4 separate regions of the Mus musculus genome follow, and regions 1, 3 and 4 are each linked to region 2. The links are chromatin contacts, called in public HiChIP or PLAC-seq and Micro-C maps. All regions are on one chromosome and are shown on one strand. The core of a region is the stretch at or near the end of the contact, and the rest is flanking DNA. Distances in the headings are between cores, read along the strand shown.

Region 1 (3,090 bases), core at 289-2,788, 540 kb after region 2:
ATCACTCACCAGGGTCAGGAATGGGGGCTGTGGCTTGCTTGGGGACCCTCTATGTCTCCCTCTTTGCTTCCTGGCTACTGTGACATGAGCGGCTTTACTGTGTCAGTCCTCCTGCCTGTCACGATGCTTTGCATCTTCAGACACCTATAGCAGTTCAGCAAGATGACTTAGGACTGAAACCTTAGAGACTGAGACAATGCAAATTATTACCCTTTAAATTGGTTTCTTTTTTAGTGATAAACAGTTGACACAGTTGCCTCAAAATTCCTAATACTGTGGGTGATGGTGGCTCATGTCCTTAATCCTAGCACTTGGGAGGCAGAAGCAGGTGGATTGCTGAGTTTGAGGCCAGCCTGGTCTAGAGAGTGAGTTCCAGGACAGCAAAGGCTACAAAGAGAAACCCTGTCTCAAACAACAACAACAACATGTCTTGATAATGATAATTCTAAAAGAAGACCTGGCAGGTCTGAGAGGATCTATATTGAGCATAGATGGATTGAGCTGAGAAGACCCGCCCAGTGTGTGGGACATCATTCCCTGGACTGGCATCCTGGACTGCATAAAAAGAGCCAGACACAAGCACTGATTGCTCTCTGCTTTCCTGACTGTGCCCGCATAGTGATCAGCTGCCTCAAGCTACCGCATCAAGATGGATTACTCCCTTGAACTGTGGACCAAAATAAACATTTTCTCCTTTTAGTTGTGGTTGCCAGAGTATTTTATCACAGCAACAGGAAAAGTTACTCAGGTAGCTTTTGATTAGTCAAGCTTTAGGGAGCTTTTATTTCTGGTTCCTCAGAAGGAGGCACACAGTGAGGGCAAAATCACTAGGCTGCTTTTATTTCATAAAACTTTCATAGATTCCCCAAACTCGCAGCTCGGCTGCGGACTGAACTCATACTTTCTCTCTGATAGTGAGACATTTTTGGAGTGTGGCCTATTGGTCCTGATTTTAGGGCCAAATAGGTGTTTCTCAACTGTTTCTGTCCAAAGGTGAGCTAAAAGTTATCTACCTTTGACACAGGCCAGTTCCTGTTTGTGGGTGGGGCACACCCAGTTAAGTGGGCAAGCCCACGGAGGTCCTGCAACCCTTTGCTTCCTTGAGGACACCTCAGCTGAGCGTCTCGTTTCACACAGAACCAGGCTGTCGTGGGCCTTCCTTCCTTCTGTGGTTGTGCTGGAAGACGTCATCAAATTGTCTGTCCACGCGCCAGATTCCTCTGGCCACTGAGCACTCCCCGACACGCGTCGCTTCCAGTAAGGCGAGCGCAGCGCAGCGATTCAGTGCCACCTGTTGAACCCAGAGCGCGCCCTCCTCACCCCACCCAAGTCCCCTGCCACCGGCTCCGGAGGATCTTTGACAAATTGGAGGAGGCGGGGCCTCGCGAAGGAAAAGCTTAGAGGAAAAGACCCGGAAAGAGGCGCGAGACCGCAGTGGGAGGTGCGGCCCCGCCCCCGCCAGGGCGCGCCGCGGGAGCGAGCGGGTCCAGCACGCGCGCGCGCCCGGGCGCCTGACGTGGCACTAGCAACCCAGAGCGACTCGGCGGCGGCGGCGCGGGGCGCGGAGCGTGCAGAGCAGGTACGGCAGACGCGGGGCGCAGGGCGCAGGGAGGAGGGTGGGGAGGAAGGGGAGCCACAGGTACAGCAGGTTCGGGCTGAGGGTGCGGAGCGTCCACACGCGGCTGCACCGCGACTCCCCATCAACTTGGCTCTCTGGTTCCCGGAGGAGGAGAGGGCTGGAAATATTCCGAGGGAAAATGGCAACTACAGTGTTCAGCTCCGGGACATCATTAGAGGGAAACGCGAACTTGTCCCGGGTGACAGTGGAAGGGGAAGGGTGTCTTTGTAGAATCCGAGCGCTCGGGGTTTGGATTCGAGGCCGGTTTGTGCCAAGTGGCTCTCTGCCATGTCGCCGCTTGCAGCTGAGTCAGGTTTCTGCAACTTGGTGTACTGGGTGAGGAAGTTTGACGTGGCAGAGAAGGGTGAGGAAGCGAATTCCTCCCAGGACCAGGGAAGAGGGCTGGGCGGCTTCCAGTCCCCTGCTGTGAGCATCGCTGTCCCGCTCCCCTTCCGCAGCTGCTGCGTGGGTGCGCCGGTGCGGTCTTCTGAAGGCTCTGGGCTGCACGGGGCCAAGCGACTGCCACGTCTCTCTAGGCGCAGTGGGAGGAGGGAAAGTGTTGTCAGGAACACAGTGAACTAGAGACCTTTGTCTGCCTTTCTGTCCTCCGTTAGCAAGACAGTGACCTCATCATACTCATGGTTGCTACTCGGAAGCTGAAGGTTTAATATGAAAACAAAGCTAAATCATGGATGTTAGTCTTCACGTTTGAAATTTGCATGCCATTTCCAGAATAAAGAGATCCCACGTCTTACTTAGAAGGTATTACTAATCTTTACCTTAAACCACTACCTTAAACCGCAGCAACGAGAAAGAAAGGAGAGGTACCCAAATGCTTGATGGAGAAACTGGAAAGAAACTAGAGAATCAGGGTTTCACAACTAATATGGCTTTTGGACACTTCATTTTCTAAAACAGAAAACTGAGGCCCAAAGAACCTCTTCAGTTTACTGTGTCACAAAGCTTTGCATGGGCAGATAGGAAACAAATCATAATTCTTTTGCCAGGCTTCAGAGCACCTCCTGTCTTGTAACAAATGTTTTTTTGAAAGCCAGACATGGTGGCACACACCTTTAATCCCAGCATTGGGGAGTCAGAGGCAGGCAGATCTCTTTGAGTTCGAGGCTAGCCTGGTCTACAGAGTAAGTTCAGGACAGCAAGGACTACAAGGGAAACCTTGTCTCTGCAGAAACCAACCAACCAAATAAACAAAAGTATCTTTTAAAAACCTCTCTAGGAGATATCTGTTTTAGCAAAACATGGAAACATAAAGTGTAAAGCTAATTGGCATTTGGGCTCTGAATAGAGTCAAGATGGGACTGTTATATTTGTGATTGTTTATGACTACCCACATATGAAAGGCTTTTTTTTTAGCTCCTTAAATATAGGTGCCTATGTTCTTAGAGGTGTGACGTCATCTAAGTTAGAGAGAAGCCCTAGCATCTTGGACGGAGATGGTTGGAGCTGCCACT
Region 2 (2,951 bases), core at 36-2,535:
TGCTGGGATTTGAACTCCTGACCTTCGGAAGAGCAGTCGGGTGCTCTTACCCACTGAGCCATCTCACCAGCCCCCGAAGGAAGAACTCTTAACCACTCAGCCAGAATGAAGTGTCAATATGAACTTTGGAGGGAGCGGGCACAAACAGTTAAGGCCCAATTTCTAGCTATTATCCCAGAGTTCAGTTTTAAATCAGGTGACTTCCTGGTAGGAGGAATGTGTAGATATGGGGTGGGGGTGGGGTTCACCAACAAGGGGAAACTCCCTATTCGCTAAGCATATTTAATGTCATAGTAACATATCAGGAGAGAACTGTCATTTTAAAATCTAATATAATTTATCATGTGTTGCTTTGGTCATGGAATTTTATCACAGCAATAAGCAATGTAAGGCAATACTATTTCTGAGGTATCGATGCCAGTTAAATACAAATGAGTTCATTTTAAATCAGGCTAACTGGGTGTTCCCAGTTGTACATGGGTAGCTAGTGTTAGGGTTCGTAAGTCAGCAGAATCGTGTAGAGGTAGTCTTAGCTTCAAAATTCACAGGCCAAGGACAGGTGGTTGTCATTTTTATGTCCTATGTCTAACCGAATCTTGCGCTTCCATAAGGAGGGTCTTTGGTGTATGAATCAATGATTACAACTGATGTTAGCCTTAAGCTCGGATGTGGTTTTGATGGAAGCCACTGTGTCCCGTACCTGCAGGTTTGTCATAGCGGTTTCTTCCTCATGTCTCTCCCTAGCTTGTAGGGTTGGAGTGCTTTCCGGAGTCACTGGGAGGGCTGCTGTGAGGGAGATAGGTTCTGGGTCCTCTCCACCAAGAGTTGCTTAAGGAGAAAAGTGAGGTGGGGCTGTCCCTGTACTACTAAGAACGAAGAAAAACAATCACGTTAACTTTTTCCCACACTTTCTAGTGAAGCTCCTGCCTCTTGCCTTCTGGACTGTAGATGAGTCCTCACTGTGATCTTTCTGTCCTAGAGTTGGTTGGTTGGGAATTGCAAATCCACCCACTGTCACCTTTGCGCATAGAGGGAAGCTGACTCGGCCCACAGCGCACCCCAGCGGCGGTCTGGAGTCCTTCTAGCCTTGGCCACTTGGCTTCCGGAGGGCTCGCCAGTCAGCGCCGAGGCAGATGCAGAAAGCCGGTTTCCGCGGGACCCCAAGGAGGACGCCCGCCACCTGGGAACCTCGGGGACCTGGAGGGGCGGGGCTGAGCGAGCTCCGGGGCCGGCCCGCGTCTCTGTGGCTTCGCTGAGACACTGCAGGGACGAATAAAGGCAAAAGGGGAGGGTCTCGAACACTGTCCTGCTCCTCTGAGAGAGAGAGGTGGAAATCCGGCACCTCCGAGCCGCAGAGACGCGCGGCAAGCACCATGGAACGAGCGGGCCCCAACTCCGTGCGGTCGCAGCAGCAGCGGGACCCGGACTGGGTGGAAGCGTGGCTGGATGATCACCGGGACTTTACCTTCTCTTACTTTATTAGAAAGGCCACCAGGTAAGAAGAGGAGCCACAAAGGACACAGCCAGGGACATGAAGCGTGACCTGAGGCTGATCTCTCTCCCCCACCATTGAATTTTCCCCTCGATCCAACATTAAACAATCCCCGTTCCCAGGCCCTTTGCTTCGGAAGTAGCTTCTCGGTCCCAGTACGGACTGGAGTCCTCTACTTAAAGGGAGCACAGTTGAGAAGCGAGGCGTCGGATTAGAAAGGACTTGCCCACGAAGTTAAAAACAAAAGCGTACACCCGGCCCTGGAGCAAGATTACTCTCCCGGGCCTTCTCCCCTCCCCTCTACTCTCCCGGTTTCCCTCCCAAACCCGCTTAGCAAAAACCAAAACAAGCCAGAGCCCCTTCCCAGCGGCTCCGGAAGCACCACTGCGGGCGCGTCCCTGTGGTCGTGCTCCTCCCCTGCCCGGCTTGCTCTGACCCTGGAGGGGCGGGGAAGCCGGGGGGGTCTGGACCAGGCCACCGGGAAGCCTGGGTGCCGCAGCTTGCCCGGGTCGCCCCCAGTGAGGACTGTCGCCTTTGGTCCCCCAATAGTCCTCTGGTCATCCCTCTTCTGGCTGCGTCGCCGCAAGGAGGATTTTCGCGGAGCTTTGCGGCGCGCACACAAAGGGCGGGAGGGAGGCGGCCCGGGCGGACTCGGGGACCCGGGGACCCGGAGCACCCCAGAGGCCAGTTCTTCCTGGTCTCGAGCCAAACGCCGGGAGGCCGCTGCGGAGGGCGTGGAGAAGGGAGCCTGTCCTTTAGGATCCGACTGCTGCACGGGCAGTCGGGGCTCGCGCAGACTTGAGAGTGGAGCGGAGGGACGAGAGGGTGGAGCGGAGTGCGTGGCGGGCGGGTCCCCCGAAGCTCGAGGAGTCGCCGTGAAGCCCGCGCGCGCGCTTGCCTCCGGCGCGCCGATCTGGGCTGAACTAACCAGCTCTGCTTTGGAGAAGGGGCTGGAGCCCCGCCACCGGCGCCTTGGGGCAACGGCCGTCGAGCAGCTGGTGCTGGCCGCCCGAGCCGGGAGGGCGACTCTCGCCGGGCGGGGATGGTGGACGAGCCGGTGGGGACTCGCCCGAGCGCGGCCGCCACTCGGCCGGGCGCTGCCCGCCAGGGGGCGACGCAACGCGGGGTCCGCAGCCGGCGACCCGCAGCGAAGAGGCGGCGGGGGCAGTAGGGGAGCCGGTCGGGCACTCACGGAACTCCGTCGGCCCCCAGAGTCTCCCGAGTCCACCATCCGAGGAGTTCGCAAACGAGCGCCCCACCTTTGCTATGTTGCCCTTTGGAGACAAAACGAGGTACTTCCTTCAACATCCCGCTGGCCACTTTGTCTGGGGAAGGGCTGCGGGGGTTAGCGGCTGGCGGGGGCACCCCTCACACCTGCGGGAGATGAAGCCGCCCGATAGACGGGCAGTATGACTTTGTCTCACCTTGCTTTTTCACGGAGATACTACATGGGGGTCAG
Region 3 (2,923 bases), core at 249-2,748, 760 kb before region 2:
GCTCCTCATGCCCCTTTCTCTCTATCAGTTACTTGTTCATCTTATTTGTTAAGTGACATAATCAGATCCATTTTAATCAGAACACAATCTTCTTTTATATTAGTTGGATGGGAGTGATCGGTGGTGGCTGGGAGCTCAGTGAGATAGACTCTTGTGTAGCCTTAGGCTGGCCTGGAACTCATTGGGTAGCTGAGACTGGCTTTGGAATCTTGATCCATCTGCCTCTATCTCCTAAATTGTAGGACTACAGAAATGTGCCACCAACTTCAACTCAGTTTTCTTTATTAAATGGAATGGCAGATGTATAAAAAGAGAATTGACATATTTTTAAATAACTTAATGGGGGTGTGAGCAGCTAAGAACCACTTGAAGCAGCCACTTCTTACCATTTCCCCCCAAATGTGTGTTTCTAACTGTAGTCGTACTCTCACCCCCTTTATTCTTGAGGATGCCTTTCCTCTTAGTAGCTTGCTTTAAAAGTTCAAACATCAGTTTCCATGCTAAAAGTCTTTGCTACTTTTTTTCCCCGAATGCAATTAAAAGTAGTCTGGTTTTGAGAGGTTCCTGAATATTTGGAGCGCAAATTTGGTATTTTGTGTTTGAGGGCAGAAGGGATATATTTGTATGAATCTTAAAAATCCACTGTAGAGCTAAAGTAACCAAGCAATTCCATATTTATCCTTTCAAGTTACACTAAGGGGGCTGTTTTTCTGGTAATAATTGGAAAATTTAAGTGTCTGTTTTTCAGAAATTTCTCCTGATTCAATGCCTCACTTGTTGGGCCTACAGTATTTCTGTCTTATTTTCTGGTCTCCTTGGGTCCTACTCTCTTCTTTCTTTGCTTGTTTCTCTCTTGGGGTTTGCTGCCCGTTCTTTCACCTCCCCTCACACTGCCCTGGATCCTTTTCCTCCCACAGGTGGCCATTTTTCTGTCTCTATACTGTTCCCACAGGCACCCTCCCCATGTTTTTCTCTAGCTTAGCTTTCTGTGTTGAATTCAAGAGTCCTTGTATTTCGAGGGACCTGCTGCTTTTTAAACCATTCCTTCATATATCCTGAGGTGAGTTTGAAAAGGCAGTTGACCAAACACGGGCCTTGGTGGAAAATTCTGCCCTTTATAAGGGGCTGAATGGTTGTCTGGTTTCGATGTAGTTAATTCTTTTGGAATTAGGGCTAGGTAGGCCTTGTTGCATGTTACCTGAGTGGAGCCTTCGTCTTCAGCTCGTATCATTTCGGGATTTGGTGACAGAAGATGAAAGTGGTCCAGGAAATACACCACCCAAGAATGCCTATTAGCAAATCCAGTTCTAAGGTGACTTTTCCTAAGCAATGTCTTCTGTGAGGAGACCCTGTCAGACCAGAAGCTGCTGACAGACTACCACACCCCGGGCTCCTCTACCTTCTCTGCGCTCTGTCCCCGCCCCTGCGAGTTTGAGCCAATGGGCTGAGCCCCAGGGGGTGGGCTGGGGCGGGGCAGAGGTGGGGCCAGGGCGGAGCACCTCTGCCCCAGCTGCCTCACAGCAGTGCTGGCTCGGCCCGGCATGGAGGATGGAGGCAGCAAGTTTGAGCCCTAGGCGGCACGAGCCGCCGCCGCCAGGCTGTGGGCGTTCATCTGAAGTCGGCACGGGGGATACAGGATGGAGCCCCACGGTGAGTGAGGGGCGGTGGTGCTCGTTTCCACCGAGGCTGCTGAGTTGGGGTTCCCCTGAGTTGCTATCGAGTCTGGGTCCGAATGTGCGGCTAGTTCTCGGTGCTCTTAGTCCTCGCTAAGCTTAGGAACTGGACTGTGAGTTAAGGACCTGCAGGGGTGAGCAGATGGTATTCTAAGTAAAGCTGCCAGTTAGCTCGTATTTACCTACCGAGTACTGAAACTTCCCAATTTGTAACTCCTTTAATTCTCAGGACAGCTCCATGACCCTTGAACTCATTTCTCAAACAGGGAAGCTGAGGTGAAAAATCTGCCCAAAGTAGTAATTGACAGTATCAAGGCTTAATCCTATGCGCCCTTGCCCCAGAATCCGTGCTTTTTGCTCTGGAGCAGTGTGCTCCCGCCAACCCCGCCAGCAATTCTCGCTCCAGATGGGGTGCTCAGTCCCAAAGTATTTTAGGAGTCCCATCGTGCATATTGTTGTCTTCTATGTTTTGTGTTTAGAGAATATTTTTGTTTGAGCACACTCTCAGTGTCTTGGTGTGTTCTCATTTTGTTTTGAATATGTTTGGAGGTTTGATGGTTTTAATTTTAAAACATTTATGGATGCATGTGCTCAAGACCTGGAATTTTGAAGGTAGAATTCTAGTGGCCGATGACAGTCTCTCCTTATCGGTTTTTCACCTTTGAGAGATAACACACCAAACAAATTTTTGGAGACAGGATTGTTACCTGTTAAGGCCTCTGTGACTATCTCTTGTTAGTTGAGTCTTTTGTCTGACACTATCGATGTTGGCTGGCCTTTTTCGTTTCTCTCCTTTCCTCTGTATGCATGAAGTCAGGCATAGGGAACGTGCGCTTTGGCATTGGGTGGTTTTGGCTGATCAGAGGCGAGCCCTCCTTGCCAGGAATGCTAGACATTCTGGAGGCGTGGGGGGCAGGGCAGCTTTTTCTCCCTCTTTTTCCTTTTCCTTTTTCTTTCTTTTTTAGTTATCCTGCTGGGTTCAGACTGCACAGGAATGAAATGTGTGTTGTATATCTTACTTTAGACGTTGTTAAGGATAAAGCTGTTCCCGACATGCTCCCGTTCTGTTTTTGTAGAGTGTTTTTTAAAAGTGTAGTTAAAGACCTTTACACTTGATTCCTGTGTGAGCTTTTTTTCCCAGTGTCTTTTAATAGATTCTCACAAACTCAGAAATTATGCTGAAATAACAGATTTCTGAAATCATGCAATTTTGAACTATAAGAAAGAACTAAAGTGCAGATATTTTGGGA
Region 4 (2,807 bases), core at 114-2,613, 610 kb after region 2:
ATAGCTGCCACTTTGAAGGCCTTCTTGTACACCTCAGCTGACTCCTTTTCCCAAGGTCTATTGCAGTAGAGTTGCTGACTTCCAGAGGAGCCATATTAACTTGGCTGTTCATGTTTGAGTTTTTGTGCCAGGATCCAGGCATCTGGCATTATGATGTTTGAGTTGTTTCTTGGTGTAGATGTCTGGTCTTGCTTTTGTTAGGTTCATTGGTTGCTGTCTCTCACTCTGGATACTAGGCAGGCGTGGCAGATGTGCGGTTCCTGGTAGAGAACTTTTCTGATGGTCCGCATGTGACACAGGAATGGAGATGCTCTAGGAAGACAGGCAGAGATGGGGAGTAGGAAAGGAGCTGGGAGACCCCGGTTCTGCACCCAGAGGAAGAATTCTCAGGGAGTGGAGGTTGGATAGGAGCTGTAGCAGGTCTAAGAGTTAAGTTCAGAGGACTAGAATGGAAGACAAGAAAGATACTGAAAAATCGCCTACCTGTGTCTCAGCCCAGCATGGCGGCCGGGGGCCGGGGGTGGGGGGGGAGGGTCTGGCAGAAAGTGTTCCTGCAGGTTGGTGGCTGACACAAAGGGAATGGAGGTGGCTACAAGGGAAAGCAGAGAAGGTCTGAGGGAAGAGGGTTCCTGGGTCCACACCCAGCAGCCAGAAGAACCATTCTTAAAAGAAAAACAAATGGCTGAGGGGACCCTAACCACCAAATTCTGCGTCAGGTCTGTCATGTTGTTTGCCGTCACTGATAGAAACCGGAAGGCCATGTGGTTAGGAGGAAGTAGAGGTTAACTTTACGCATGCTGAAAACAAGCCTTAGTGACTGAAGGATTCCTAAGGAGAAAAGCTGGCTAGAGTTACGAAGAATGACTCACAGTGAGTGTCCAGGAGAATACAAGAATAATAAACCACCATTGGGATTGCCATAAAGAGGTGTTGCGTTAACTAATGATAACAGTTGCCAGTTTCACTGCTGGAATCCATATCATGGAGTGGAGGAGATGAGACTTGGAAGTTATCCAAGCTCTCCCATTCCTTGGCTGTTCTGATTTTGGATCGGAAAAGTGACATTTTCAGATTGCTTTTTAAATCTTATGAGTTCTTATTTGAAATGGAGTATTTTACTAGAACCATATTATGTCTAACCTTATAGGAGATAAAGACTCAATCAGAGAGCATTTATAATTCTCACCATCTAGCTATATAGGAGTTGAACTACGTTTTAATTTTAGAACATTTTTATGCTTTATTATCAGAGGAAACACTGTTGGTCTTGGGTCTTTACTCGCTAGTGGAGGTCACTGATCATATTTGCCTGTGGCTTTCTTTTCTAAACACTTTATAAATCCCAGTTGAAGGATTGTTTCCTTATGAGCTGTTTGGCCACCAGCCAGATTAATAGTGAGTGCGCACTGTCCTGACAGCTGCTTGATGTTACAGTGAGTGTTGCAAGGACACAGGGAAAGGGGGCATTTTTCTTTACCACAGATGTGAAGTAGGTTTTGGAAGTATTTTATAATGTACATTTTTAAGGTATGCAGTTAAATCATAATAGATATTCCCATATCTGTAGTTGAGCATGGTTATTACAGGTTGTATTCCTGTAATCCCTTAGATGAGAGGATTGACTGTGTGTTTGAAGCCAGCCTGGGCTACACAGCAAGACCTTGCCTTAAAAAGAAACAAATCATACATATATATGTTTCTTTTATATATATATATATATATATATATATCCAAAGGAACTCATAAGAGAATATATCTGAAAATCATGATATTCCCATTAATAGAGCTTGGTTACAGCTTCCAAAAGAAATGTATACTCCTTTGTAGCATTCCTTCTCAGGGGCCCAAATGCATTCCCTCTGTAAGGGAGTGTGCTACATGCAGGGCTGGCTCAATACTTGACTTCCCTTCAGCAGTCATGGGAGGAGAGTCTCTGGAGATAAAAAAGCAAACCATTTCTGTTAAATATAATAGAAAGTTCATGTCATAACGTGGAAAATAAACAGGCTATTTTTAAAAAAAATCTTTTTATAGTGGTGGGGTATTGGGGTTCCTAGAAAGTTATTTGATCCACAGATGTTATAGCCTAGGTATTGAATGAAGCATCTGATAGTCTTCTAGCATTTGTTTATGTTTGATTATGAGGTATGCTTGCCTTGTATCGACTTCTGTGATGTGCTTGCTTCCCTGCAGAAGAATAAACCTCCCAGCCCACCAGCCTTCATCTTCATGATTGATGTCTCATATAGTAACATAAAGAATGGCCTCGTCAAGCTCATATGTGAAGAGCTGAAGACCGCGCTGAAGCGGCTACCCAAGTAAGGATGCTTGCTGCTGGCCTCCTGTGAATTACACCGTGTCACTGAGCTGAGCAGACTGGCTGATTAATATCGTTTGCTAATGAGAACATTATAGTCAGTTATAAATCAAACTACACCATTCTTTGGGGGTATTTAAAATGTCAGAGTGGATGTTTATAGAAAGAAAAGAAAATAGGAGAAAGAAAAAAAAAACAATGGTAGATAAATGAAACATCTCAAAGATACTTTATAAATTACAGGAGAATCCCAACTGTGTGTATGTGTGTGTGTGTGTGTGTGTGTGTGTGTGTGTGTGTGTGTGTGTAGGGGAGAAGTTTGGAAGCCTGTTCCACAAAAGCTGGCAGTTGCTGATAGTGGTGGAGTCCAAGGGTCCCAGAAAACTGAGCAGTTGTCATAGGAGAGAATGGAATCTTTTTAGCCAAATTCCCCTCTGCTCTTGTGATGCGACCAAGCTCCACACTGCTGCTTGTGTGTCCTGGCTTAGCA

The links. A called contact is a pair of places that touch in the nucleus more often than the background predicts. HiChIP or PLAC-seq counts read pairs in DNA pulled down with a chosen protein or histone mark.
Region 1: a contact with region 2 is called in a Micro-C map of embryonic stem cells, with 3 times the contacts expected there. The contact joins the promoter of Sec24d here to the promoter of Pde5a in region 2. A contact is called at or near these places in 2 of 39 promoter capture datasets (liver and pre-B cells) and 1 of 484 Hi-C or Micro-C datasets (embryonic stem cells).
Region 3: a contact with region 2 is called in a FOXA1 HiChIP or PLAC-seq map of pancreatic cancer cells. The contact joins the promoter of Arhgap29 here to the promoter of Pde5a in region 2. A contact is called at or near these places in 3 of 39 promoter capture datasets (hippocampal neurons, pre-B cells and stem cell-derived epiblast-like cells) and 1 of 115 datasets of contacts at active chromatin or transcription factors (pancreatic cancer cells).
Region 4: a contact with region 2 is called in an HNF4G HiChIP or PLAC-seq map of pancreatic cancer cells. The contact joins the enhancer-like site here to the promoter of Pde5a in region 2. A contact is called at or near these places in 4 of 39 promoter capture datasets (embryonic stem cells, pre-B cells and stem cell-derived epiblast-like cells), 1 of 484 Hi-C or Micro-C datasets (embryonic stem cells), 3 of 115 datasets of contacts at active chromatin or transcription factors (astrocytes, forebrain and pancreatic cancer cells) and 1 of 9 other capture datasets (embryonic stem cells).

The regions. Positions count from the first base shown.
Region 1 is chr3:123,265,958-123,269,047 of GRCm38.p6, forward strand. It overlaps Sec24d (Sec24 related gene family, member D (S. cerevisiae)), which reads left to right and starts at 1,539. Exons shown (of 23, transcript NM_027135.2): 1 at 1,539-1,579.
Region 2 is chr3:122,727,873-122,730,823 of GRCm38.p6, forward strand. It overlaps Pde5a (phosphodiesterase 5A, cGMP-specific), which reads left to right and starts at 1,286. Exons shown (of 21, transcript NM_153422.2): 1 at 1,286-1,495. The coding sequence starts at 1,374.
Region 3 is chr3:121,966,308-121,969,230 of GRCm38.p6, forward strand. It overlaps Arhgap29 (Rho GTPase activating protein 29), which reads left to right and starts at 1,499. Exons shown (of 23, transcript NM_001356524.1): 1 at 1,499-1,650.
Region 4 is chr3:123,334,293-123,337,099 of GRCm38.p6, forward strand. It overlaps Sec24d (Sec24 related gene family, member D (S. cerevisiae)), which reads left to right. Exons shown (of 23, transcript NM_027135.2): 11 at 2,194-2,318. Among named protein-coding and RNA genes, the nearest start is that of Mettl14, 50 kb to the right of the region's middle. Within about 2 kb of position 1,364, at least 75 of the 459 cell types and tissues checked have an H3K27ac peak or open chromatin away from gene starts, as enhancers often do. A contact at or near this core is called in pancreatic cancer cells, where this site is marked.